Regions from separate parts of the Ovis aries genome. Here region 2 is linked to region 1. The links are chromatin contacts, called in public Hi-C maps. All regions are on one chromosome and are shown on one strand. Each heading gives the region's core, a stretch centred on a gene start, on an enhancer-like site or on the middle of the called end of the contact. The rest is flanking DNA. Distances are from core to core; before and after follow the strand shown. Region 1 has its middle 150 kb from the start of PDZRN3. Region 2 overlaps PDZRN3 (PDZ domain containing ring finger 3).

Region 1 (6,293 bases), core at 1,633-4,132:
TAGCAATATATCAGATAGTTAATATGTGTTCAATTGAGTAGATAATTAAATTAATGAATTAATGGATATATGTTAATGTAATTCATTTCTAAGTGATATCCAAGGAACTGCTTAAAGCACAGATCCTTGAAGGCCCAGCGAGGCAGCTAGGTCCTGGTGGGGAGAGGTCACATAATGGGTTTTCTATCAGCAGTCACAGGAAGTCCAAAGAAGCTCATATCTGTATAAACAGTCCTTCTATGAATCAAAGTAGAAATGCTTCCTTTCCCTTCATCTGCTTTGCAAAGCTCCCAGTATTGCTAGCCTTACTGCCAGCTGCCTGAACACATAGTGGCGCAAGGTATGCAGTGTGATTTTCACTGCAAAATCACCAGCTATGGTTTGGATCCCCTTGCAGACAGCCCAAGAATATAAAATTTCACGTCCTGTATTGTCTTTGGGGCACTTATTGCTAATCGAGAGGACAGCACAAGTTCTGATTTCCAGCATGTAATACTGGTAAATTTGCCCCCAAAGCTTATGACTAAAACTTTCTCTAAGATCTCTTTAGAGCCTCTGACTCAACACTACCACCAAATCTGAAAGGCTGGCCCAACAGTATACCTTCAGCAGCAGCCATCAACACTGATCTCGAAACACATGTGATGTAGGGAGGAAGAGACTGTTTCTCATGGGAGTCCATGATTATGTGTACTCCCATCAGATTATAGCCTGATGCAGTCATTTGACAGGAGCTAGAATGTGAATCAAAGAAAGGCCAACTAAAACTATTGTCAGATTTCAGTAAGCAATTCAGCTACATGAGGAGGAAATGGGGAGGGGCGGGGGAAGGGGAAGGGTTGTTGAAAAACTCCAGATGGTTATATTTATTTGCAAAAAAAGAAAGTTTTGAAGCATGATAATAGTTTTCTTCAAATTTAGAATAATTTTAAAACTGTTGTCCATGTGTAAGGTTGTGTGTGCTCAGTTGCTTCAGTTGTGACCCCATGGACTGTAGCCTGCCGGACTCCTCTGTCCATGGTTTCTCCAGGCAAGAATACTCGAGTGGGTTGCCATGGCCTCCTCCAGGGCATAATCCCAACCCAGGGATCGAACCCACTTCTCCTGCATCTTCTGCGTTGCAGGTGGATTCTTTGCCTACTGAAAGTGAAAGTGAAGTCGCTCAGTTGTGTCCAACTCTTTGCAACCCTACAGACTGTAGCCTACCAGGCTCCTCTGTCCATGGGATTTTCCAGGTAATAGTACTGGAGTGGGTTGCCATTTCCTTCTCCAGGGGATCTTCCCACCCCAGGGCTCGAACCCGGGTCTCCTGCACTGTAGACAGATGCTTTACCTGCTTAGCTAATAGCAAATGAAAAGAATATACATATACCTGTTGATTTCCCAGGCATCTGGATTCTTTAAGATCCTGAAACACTAGTTAACCGTGATGACCAGTAGGTGGCAGCATAACCTCCACCATTTTTTATGTTTGTCCTTGAAACACTGAGGCTATCATCATTTGAAAGTTAACAGTCACAAATTGCATACCAGCTGCCCAATTTGTTGCCTGTTGTAACATTTCTTTTATGATAGACTCCTCTTTTCAAAGAGATCCATTCAGCCAATATAGCCTTTAAATATGTGCACGGTACTAAAGATGCATAAGCATTGTGCTAACCTGCCATTTTTCTTTTTCCTTTCTTTCTCTTAGCTTTTATACAAGCAAGTCCTTGCATGTCTGATTGGATCAAGACAATTAACTGTTCTTTAAAATGTTGCTTCCATCTATCTTGTATGCGTAACCACTTACCTACAAATTTATTTACCACGAACCCACGCACTGCCAGTGGAAACAGAAAGGATGGGGGGACTGATTTTAAACAGATTATGATTCAGTTACTGGCTCCATCATTTGATTCCTCTGAGTCACATTTTGTTTTGTCTTTGTTTATTCATATAAAGTTCCTAGAGTCAATAATATCTGCCTAAGATTATTATTAATCTGGTAAGATTATTATTATTATTAATCTGGTAAGATTATTATCATAAATAAATAAAGTAGCTGAATTCCCTAAATGTTCATCACGCTCTTACTAGGCACTCAGCATTGTGTCAAGCCCAGGGAAGAAGCGTGACATTGACTTTATCCTAAAGAAGTTCACAGTCTACAGCTGCGCTGTCCAGTACAGCGCCTTCTTGCCATGTGCTGCTATTTAAATTTAAATTAAGCAAAGTTAAGTCAGATTAAAAATTCGATTCCTGGAGTACACTGGCCACATTTCAAGTGCTTGATAGCCTTATGTGACTTGTAGGTACCGTATTACTTTATGCCGATAGAGAACATTTCCATCATTGCAGGAAGTTCTGTTGGATAATACTGGTCTGGATGACCACACAGGCTCATAGAAGTTGTTATAAGTTTCAAAATTGCTTTCAAAGACCAATACATGGAACAGGGAGGTGAAATAAGCAAACAGAAAAGCGGCATGAACCCTTTCTTGTGGTGTCCAGAAAGACCTACAGACAGAAATAGTTTTAATGGAAGTCAGGACATGAAGGATGGCACACGAGGAGTGATGCTTTTAGGAAGCCCTGAGGGGAGGAGGAAGGTCTCTGAACAGGTCTATCTTGTGCAAGACTGTAAAAAAGACAGAAAATACACAAGTTCTGCTCAGGGAACTCGAGCCGTTCTAAATTGTGAAAGGATAAAGCCTGAGGGGCAAGAAAGTTTAGACAGGAGGAGATGAAACCAAGGAGAGAAAATCACCCTCTAAATTTCGAGTGTAGCCTGAACACTCGTGACGGCTTAGCTTTTCTTTCCCCCAGCGTGAGAGCAGCGGTGATGACCCTTTTTACAGCTGAGCTCAGAGCGAGGGAGCAACAGAAAGAGGGAGAGGTCCCTGCCGGATTCTTTCCACAACCGCGTCTAAGTGGAAAATGAAACTAACCCCTTCCCGCCTGCACAGCACCTCCCAGGACAAGACGCTTTTGCTCACACATTCCTCAGACTGTGAGAACAACCCACCAACCCTGTCACCAGTCACAGGACTGCCCCCTCGGCCCCCGGGGACGCACATTCCCCCAAAATGAGTGAAGGATGCCTTCTGCCAACCTTAAAACTGACTCAAGCCTCTTGAGTCCTAAGCTTTGAACCAATCTCCAACTTTTTGTGGTTACAGTTCACAGTTGGCTGGCAGAATATGACTTCCTGGTTTGGAGATAAAAGACTTGGGGGTGGGAGCGGGGAAAAGACTGAGGGGGGAAAAAAAAAACTGACTTGACATCAAATGCCTCTTTCAAAATACAGCTTTAATGAACAAAGTGCCAGTGAACCTTACTCATCCTGATTACATTTCTGAAAATGTAATCTTTTAAAATTTGAGAAGAAGGGGGTTTGGCAGAAATAGATTTGGGGTTTCTTTAGCTTCCAGACATCTGGGAGAGAGTGGAGCTATTGCTGATTTGCAGCACACAGCTGGGAGGAAAGGGCCCCGTTTCAGGGGAGGAGAGCAAGGAAAAGGAAAAGAAAAAGCTCCATTGTAATAGATGTTCCAAAAATCATCAGTCTTTCAGAAGAGATGAGGTGGGGATGTTGGGGGAGGGATGGGTTCAGCTCTTCATACGGTTTTATTTAAGCTTGAATACAGATAATCAGTCCTGCTGTTTATTTCCATACCAAATGCTCAGGGGGCCAGAGCTCTGTCACATTCCTAACCCGTATCATTTTAGCAGCAGTCTTTCTGGAATAGAAAATATACTCAGGACATTTCCTCATAGAGAGTTACCAGGAGAGTCTAGAAGAGCTCTCCTGGGCTTTCGCAAGCCAAAGCGTGCTCCTTCTCCCTCCCAGGTGGCCAATTATTCCTGTGACAACACCTCATACTTTCCATGTGATGCCATTTGACAAAGGATAAGCAGAGCCAGGCTAAATGCTCACCCACTTGACACTTAATCTCTTTATCGTCCCAATTAGAATGTTCAGGGAGAGGCGCTGGCACCAGGGGTCAACTGCAAACTCTCTCCTTAGAGATGGTGAGACAATAGGTGTGATTTTGAAAAGCAGAGGGTTCTGGCATTAGACAACAGGCTTTAGAGCCCAAACTTGGCAACTTGCACATGGAATTCAAGTCCTCATAGCCTCATCTTTCTCATCTGTAAAATGTGAATTTACATCATACTTAACCTCACAGGGTCAGTTTTGAAATTATATGAGCCACGTCAGCTGGGTGTCCAAAAAAGAGCTTGACACACACAAGAAGCATTTGATTAAGATGGGTTACGGCCTTTGCCATTATGATGTCACACAAACTGAATAGCGTACTGGCATTCTGCAGAGCCTGAGGGTAGATCACGCTCCTCCCACCAAGAGAATTATTTTCAAGTTTCTTAAGAACTAATGGGATATCCACCTCCCCCCAGTTGTTTTTATTGTGAAAAGTACATATAACGTGAGATTTTTCTTCTTAAGAAATTTTAGAGTATACAGGGTGGTATTATTGTCAACTGTAGGCACAGTGCATTTGGCGCTAGTGGTAAAGAACAGGCCAGTGCAGGACGCATAAGAGATGTGGGTTCAATCCCTGGGGTGAGGAGATCCCTTGGAGGAGGGCATGGCAACCCACTCTAGTCTTCTTGCCTGGAGAATCCAATGGACAGAGGAGCCTGGTGGGCTGCAGCCTATAGGGTCACCAAGAGTCAAACAGATTGAAATGACTTAGGACATACATAGTCACAATACAGATCTCTAGAATTTAATCATTTTGCATAATTAAGACTTTATACTAGTTGAGTTTCAACTCCCCATTTCCCCTCCCTCTGGCCTCTGGACACCACCACTCCACTCTGTGCATTTGATTATTTTATATACCTCATGGAAGTGATATAAGGCAATATTTGTCCTTCTATGATTGGCTTATTTCATTTAGCATCACATCCTCAAGATTCAATCATGCTGTTGCACGTGGAACTGTAGGCTTCCTTTTTAAGGCTTGATTATAGTCCTTTGTATATGTTTATATATACAAGGAGATAATAGCCCTTTGTATATATAAGCTCCTTTGGGGCTTTGCTCAGATGGTACAGAATCTGCCTGCAAAGCAGGAGACCCAGGTTTGATTCCTGGGTCAGGAAGATCCCCTGGAGAAGGGAAAGGCTACCCACTCCAGTATTCTGACCTGGAGAATTCCATAGTCCATGGGGTCACAAAGAGTCAGACACAACTGAGCAACTTCCACTTCGCTTGCATATATACGCACCATGAAGTCTTTATTCATCCACCAAGGGACACTCGGTTGTGTCCATGTCTTGTGAGTAATGCTGCAGCAAACACAAGTATGCAAATATATCTTCAAGATCCTGATTTCTATTCTGGTGGGTAAGTACCCAAAAGTGGGATTATTGGATCATATGGTAATTCTATTTTTAACTTTATGAGGAATCTCCATACGGTTTTCCGCAATGGCTACACCATTTGACATTTCCATTAACAAGTGTGCAAGAGTTTCAGTTTCTCCATATCCTTGCCAACACTTGTTATCTTTTGGTTTTGTTTGTGTCTTATAATAGTCATCCTAACAGGTGTGAGGTGATATCTCACTGTGCCTTGGCTTTGTATTTCCCTGATGATTAGTGACACTGAGCACCTTTTCATGTATATGTTGGCCATCTGTATGTCTTCTTTGGAGAAATGTCAATCGTGTCTGTGCTCATTTGTTAAATCAGGTTGTTTGAGCTCCTTATATGTTTTGTATACTAACTCATCAGATATGAGGTTTGCAAATGTTTTCTCCTATCCAATATGTTGCCTATACACTGTTAATTGTTCCCTTTGCCTTTTCACTTTACTTATCTCCATCAGGCTTTCTATTTCAATGTAGTCTTATGTGTCTATTTTTGCTTTTGTTCCCTGAGCTTTTGGTGTCCTATCCAAGAAATTATTGCCAAGATTGACATCATAAAGCTTATCCCTTATGTTTCCTTCTAGTAGTTCTACAGTTCCAAGTCTTATATTTAAATATTTTATCCATTTTTAGTTGGTTTTTGTGTATAGTGTAAAATAACAGTCCAATTTTTTCCTTTTGCATGTGGATAGCTAGTTTTTCCAACACTGTTTAAAGATGATCCAGCCCCAAATTTAACCTGTTAGTACCTGGGACTTTAGGGAAGGCAAGCCTCTCCTCATTGACATTAACCTCAAGGCTGAAAACTTTGGCCTGTAACTTTCCTTTATTAGTCTAGAATCATTTGCCAAAATGTCTCTTAAACTTATTTTCAATCTGTATTACCACAGAGGATCATTTCATACCTATGTT
Region 2 (6,293 bases), core at 1,845-4,344, 280 kb after region 1:
TGAATCCAGTCAGCACTTTGTGTCCACAGGTTGAAATTTCATGGTAGAAAATCCACGGTTGGTTGAATCAGCATCTGTGAAACCGGTGGATATGGAGGACTAGTTGTTTGTGTGTTCAGTATATGGTTCTAAAGTTTTGGCACCGCTGTTGTAGAGCTATGGATAAACTTTTGTTTTTCCTGTTTACATTTTCTACTTTGTTTTTTTTAAAAAAAAAAGGTTTTCCCCAATGCAGTCTATTCATTGAAAAAATTTAAAATTTGATTGAAATCCATTTGAAAATGATCCTAGCAGTTATAGATAACCATATTTAGCTTTAAGTCTTGGTCTCGTCTATGCAATACAATTGTCTGGAGCTGTTCTTTGGGGAGGGAAGAATACAGAGTTAGTTACCTATCCTAGGGGAGAGCTGAGAGCTGTTTTCCGAAGCAGACTGCGATGTGGATATAGATCCTTGGCTCAGCTTTTCTGTGGAAACCCAGCTTTTAAAAGCCTTGGGTGGAGTTACATTGGTAGCAGAATGTGCAGATGAGGTCATTTCTTTATAGGAACTTTTCTGGGGTGGGAGGAAAGCACGTTTGGTTCTAGGCTCTATGCAGGCCTGATTTTGGGTGGGAAAGGAGGCTCGCTAGATTCCCTGGTCAGAAGAGACCACCTAGGCTGTTGTTTCTGTGGAGCCCTTCTGTGCCATACTGTAGCGAGCACCGAAGGGTAAACTCTTGTTTGCGGAGTTGGTTTTCATGTTAGGGAACATATGGAGGGATTCGCTATGTAGACTGATACGCCACATGCGGACTGGCTTCCGTCATTTTTCACTTCGTCATCTCGCAGGTGTGTTTCTTCATCTGTAAAATGGGTTTTGAAGGATAACTAGCTTATGGAGCTGCTAGCTGGGATAGGGCAGGTAGAATGGTCCTGGCAGCACAGGACAAGTCTTCGTTAGTACCTGTCATCACTGTTGAACCGTAGCTCCACAATCTTAACTGAAGAATTTGGGCAGTTCTGCCCAACCTAGCGGAGAAGGCAATGGCACCCCACTCCAGCACTCTTGCCTGGAGAATCCCATGGATGGAGGAGCCTGGTGGGCTGCAGTCCATGGGGTTGCTAAGAGTCAGGCACAACTGAACGACTTTACTTTCACTTTGCACTTTCATGCACTGGAGAAGGAAATGGCAACCCACTCCAGTGTTCTTGCCAGGAGAATCCGAGGGGCGGGGGAGCCTGGTGGGCTGCCGTCTATGGGGTCGCACTGAGTTGGACACGACTGAAGCGACTTAGCAGCAGCCCAACCTAGATCAGATAGGCTACCAGCCTGGGATTCTGACGGTTGCGAATTGGGCTGCGGAACCAGCATTGATCATGAAAGCTGGTCAGAGGCTCAGAGCTCAGAACTGTGGGCTAGTCACCTGATGTAAAGTGCAGCACATGCGATATCCAGCTGTGCTGGTGGAGAGTTCTTAGGCCAGAGACTTACCGGAAGTGGAGGGGGGTGCAAGTGTATTGGTGTAGTCATGGCCCTCCTAGCGCAAACCAAGACCAGAAAACTTGCCCAGGTAAAAAGACCTAGGTGAACTAAATACTACCCCTGCTTCTCCCCTGCACTGCAGTCTTCCAACCTCTCCACTGCTGTCACATCTTTTTTCAACCAAAACCTTCAAGGGATGACATTTATCGTTAGACAAACACAGATACTCATTATAGTCTATTTGCCTAAACCAACCACTTTGGCTAAGGCCTACCCCAGGAAGAGCAGTTTAGGGTCATCCCAAACTTTTAAATGTATTAATTCCAACTTGAACTAAGTAGGATAAACAGACCCCAGACCTCCTACCCTGGAGTCCTGTCTTTTCAGTCGTTTAAAAATCTGCCTTTCAGCATGATCAAAGCAGCTGTACCCCAGAAGACAGCACCAGGGCTTCTAAGAATCCTTTGTTTGCCCTGCTTATCCCCAACCAAAGGTGATTTTTCATTTGCATTACTAATCACTGTCTTCAGATGCTTTGTTTCTCAAATTAGATTAAATGTCCCTAAAGAGTTCCCTCACATTTGTCAAAGGCAGTCTGACCCTTCACTATGGGTTGGGCTTTCTGTGCAGGTCCCTCCAAGAAGGTCACGGAAGGTTTGTATATAGTAGCAAATGGGATTCTTCTTTTCCATCCTTCATTTTAAAGGTCATCTCATCAACATACCTAAATTTTGTGGGTATCTTTTTTCAAGAGTAATAAAAATTAGTTAATTGAAGAACAACAGACTAAGCTCTGAGAGGTCAGCATTCAGCCGTGGGTCAGAATGTTTTCTTTTAGAGGGAAACCCATACTTCTTCGGTGGATTGTTTCAATCAAGGTTCAGGGATTCCAGAAAAATGCGGGTGCCTCATTCTTAGATGTTCAGGACCTGGATGCTGAATGTCCTGGTTTGAGGAGGGAAAGGTGAAAACTTGCTTGTTGGTCAGTTGTTTGTAGACGGAGGGGGAACACAGTGGCCGTCGTTATGGACACGTGAATGCTAACAGGTTTGCTTCTCAGGGGCGCTGGTTAAACAACTTCTTAACTGGCCAGAGTCCAGCGCGTTAATCATTAACCCGGGCCTGAGCGTCTGCTGCCCCGTGTATTCAGAATTAGTTTATCATTACCTCTAACTACTGCCTTTTATGGTTCCGAAGAGCTTCTATGAAATCCCTTATCACCACCAAGCCTAATCTTCATTAACTTGCAGGGGGCAGCGCTCTGATATTTCTGAGCTGGACCAGAGTAAGCAGTTTATGGCCAATTGAAGAATTTTTCATCACAACTGCTTAAAAAGAGAGAGAAAGAAAAGGGGAAAAAAAGAAAAAAAAATCAACTCACTCATTGCAGTCTTTGGACCATGCTTAGAAGTTCATATTCTCGTGACCTACTTTTCCACTTAACTCTTGATAACCCCGGGCTGCTTTGTTTTCTTTCTGACTTTGGAGAACTAGGTTAGTGGGGAAAGTCAGGGTTCCCTGGCAGGCAGGCTGGGTTCAGAGCCCTGGCTGGCACCTCCTCAGAGCCCCATCTCAGCGCCCCTCTGCTTCCTGGGTCAGCTCAGCTCCTGGCAGAGTCCCTGCCTGGAACCAGCCCTTGCAGTTTTCACAAATGGTCTCAGGGCTCCAGTCCTTCCCAGGGGATACACAGCATCTCTACACTGCTCAGAAGAAGTCCAGTTTTTTTTTCCTTTCCTCCCTGATCCTTCCCTCTTTGTGCCTCTAAATGGGTGTGTGTGACATGGTCACTTGTCTGATTTTCAAAGTATATATTACAATAAATGAAATCTATACCTGTTTACGTACATGGTGAAAAATTTGGAAGAGTCTACATTTAAAAATAGCTTTCAGAAATCTAATTTTCACGAAGAAAGCTGAGCTACTTTTCATTTTAGTGTCTAAAAAGAGCTTTTTAAAACATTTTAAAGGGTTCAGCATGCAAGTATGAATGTTTGGCTGTGGGGCCTGTGGTGTGATTCTACTCTATAGCTGGAGGTTTAATAATCAATTATATTAAAGCTTTTCTATAAGTCTCTAGAAGGGTTTGTCTGGGTCTTATTTACTATAATAGGCACATTAGGGAAACGGGCTTAATTTATATTTCAATTCAGTATTTTTTTCATGATTGTCAAAAACAAACCTGATTTGGGCTTTAATGATGGCGGGAGTTGTCTGCACCCCCCCAAAAAAAACCCTGAAATTTCCTTATGACGCCATTAAACGCCTTCCTGTGGGTTTTATGCTTCTAGGATATTGTCCATGTAAATATATGCAATGTGAAAAGAATGTGGTCGACTAGTAGCGTGTATGTTTTAGCCTCCTGAACCGAGGGTTTATGAAATTGGTTGAAGAGTGTTTTATTGAAACAAGGCAAATATTTATGAACAATTCAGAATCATCTGTTTTGAAATGTAAAGTGCGGGCCGAGTGGCGCGAGAGTTAGTTCCAGGTGTTTCCTGTCTGCATTTGGAATGGTTTGCTGGTGCTTAGCTCTCCTAGCTTTTTCATAAGAAGTGAAGAATCACACAGTTTCCCTGCTAATGCCTGGATGGTGGAAAGCACTCCCAGGGACAGACTTGATTTAATGAGCATAAAGCCATCTTGAGATGTATATGTATAAGTATATTCTGATCTATTACACTTGTCACTTGATTTAAAAAACAACAAATTTGCTTACGAAAGGAGTGTGTTCACTCCTGCAAGTATGTAAGGTCTAGGTCTGAAACATGTTCTTACTCATCAAGGGTTTACTTTCTGGTGGCCCCAGCTTCTGTGTTGTTAACCATTCCTGGTTTCTATGAAATAGAAATATTATGTATTCACCCAGACAGTTGGAAGCCGTTCGTGTAAATATCAGCCGTTGTGATTTAACTGTCAGCCCCAAAAGGCCCCCGCTCTGGAGGGCTCCTTTTAAGACCGAGCACAATGAGATGTCTGTTTTAGATGCGGCCGCCAAGCCTGGGTCCAAATACTACACGGATTTGTTTTCCATGTGCCAGCAGAATTACTTTTTTTTTTTTTTTTTAACAACATCCCCTGCTTTGTGTACTAAAGCTGCAGACGGGACTTGAGGGCAGTGTGAAACACTGCCGTTTTCTCCTTCCATCTCCGATCTGCCCCAGGCCCGGGATTCCAGGATGAGACGTGCAGCAAAGCCAGTGCCTCTAGGAGCATTTGGAACACGAGAGTGGAAAACTTCGCTCCACAAAGGCAGTCCAAAGACACAGGCAGGACCGAGCGTGGGATCCAACCAGATTAACCCAGCTGAAAGCCAGCTCCGGGGGCCGCTGGCTGTGGAAGAGGGTCCAGGGATGCCCAGGGCTGGGCTGGGCTGGGGTGGTTTGGAAAGGACTTTTTTTCTGGCACAGACAAGAAAGGAGAGAATAGTCCCTACTTCCTGCTCTGGCTCTTCTTTTCTTCATCATAGACTTCATTCTCCCAAACGGCGGGCATCCATGAGACCACAGAGTCGAAAGCCTTTTTATTTGTTTTTTCATGAAGGGCAAGGGACGGGTGAGGGCTTCCAGGGTGGCTCAGTGATAACAAATCTGCCTGCCAATGCAGAAGACGTGGGTTCGATCCCAGGGTTGGGAAGATCCCCTGGAAAAGGAAATAGCAACCCACTAGTATTCTTGCCTGGGAAATCCCATGAACAGAGGAGCCTGGCGGGCTACAGCCCGTCGGGTTGCAAAGAGTCAGACATGACTGAGCAACTGAGCAGCAGCAGCAAGAGACTGGTGAGAAATAGAGAAAAGCACAAAGGAGAAATTCAGTCATCTGGACTCCTGCTGCCTAAAAGTAGCCCCCTTTGGCACACCTGCTTTCTGAGTTTTTTCCCTTCCTCTTTTTTATAAAATATATCGAGCGTATCTGAATACACTTTCCTTCACATTCTCATGTTAAAATTGTAGAATGATATATATGCATCTAAAGCCTTCTTTGGATTCAACCTCCCTTCACTTCCAAGCCTCTCCCCAGTGCAGAGGGCAATCCCTGCTTTGATTTTGATATGTGTTCCTCTGTCTTTATTTTCTGCCTCTGGGTCTTTTACTTTGTATATTTTTGTGTCTTTCTAAGAACATTTTATTAACTTGTATGCATAAAAGTGTAAATATAATAAATGTATATGTAAAAAGTACATATATAATAAATTTACAATTCAGTTTTCACAAACTGACACACCTATGTAGCCATTTACCCAGATTCAGAAACAACATTCTTGACACCATCATGATTGTGTCTCTGCCAATCATTATTCCTCAGCACCGCAGGAGTAACCATTATTCTGATTCCTAACAGGTCATCTTTGCCTGCTTTTGTGGTTTTTGTTTTGTTTTTGTTGTTCTTTTTTTTTTTTTTTTTTTTTTTAACTGGAGTATAGTTTAGACTGCCCTCTGGTTCAGGTCTCTTCCCCAGCCTAGAGCAAGCCCACTTTATCCATTCCCCTTTGATTGGATATCAAGGTCTTCTGCCATTTTGGTTTTGTGTTTTGGTTTTTGCAAGCAATTCTGCTGTGAGCTTCCTTAAACAGTTGTCCTCATGCGTGCATGCTGGCATTTCTTCCGTGGTAGAGCTCTAGCAACAGAGTTGCGGGCTTCTGGGCAAGACCAGACTTTACACATTATAGGCAGAAGCACTAACTTCATGTCCCCACCAAGTCCATTTATGATAGTTGTGCTTGATTTCGAGCCAGTGGATTAATTGACACGAAAGTGGAATGAAAGAGACAGAAAGAATGGAGTAGGGATGCTACAGAATCCTCTAGCTCGGTGATTTACCACGCTACTGG

Evidence for each region. A called contact is a pair of places that touch in the nucleus more often than the background predicts.
Region 2: a Hi-C map of liver shows a contact between it and region 1, with 4 times the contacts expected there. The contact joins two enhancer-like sites. A contact is called at or near these places in 9 of 16 Hi-C or Micro-C datasets (liver, mesenteric adipose tissue, mixed tissues and 5 more).

The regions. Positions count from the first base shown.
Region 1 is chr19:28,071,624-28,077,916 of ARS-UI_Ramb_v3.0, forward strand. No RefSeq gene overlaps it. Among named protein-coding and RNA genes, the nearest start is that of PDZRN3, 150 kb to the right of the region's middle. Within about 2 kb of position 2,883, at least 14 of the 54 cell types and tissues checked have an H3K27ac peak or open chromatin away from gene starts, as enhancers often do. A contact at or near this core is called in liver, where this site is marked.
Region 2 is chr19:28,351,662-28,357,954 of ARS-UI_Ramb_v3.0, forward strand. The region is part of intron 3 of PDZRN3 (PDZ domain containing ring finger 3); the gene reads left to right. Among named protein-coding and RNA genes, the nearest start is that of PDZRN3, 130 kb to the left of the region's middle. Within about 2 kb of position 3,095, at least 10 of the 54 cell types and tissues checked have an H3K27ac peak or open chromatin away from gene starts, as enhancers often do. A contact at or near this core is called in liver, where this site is marked.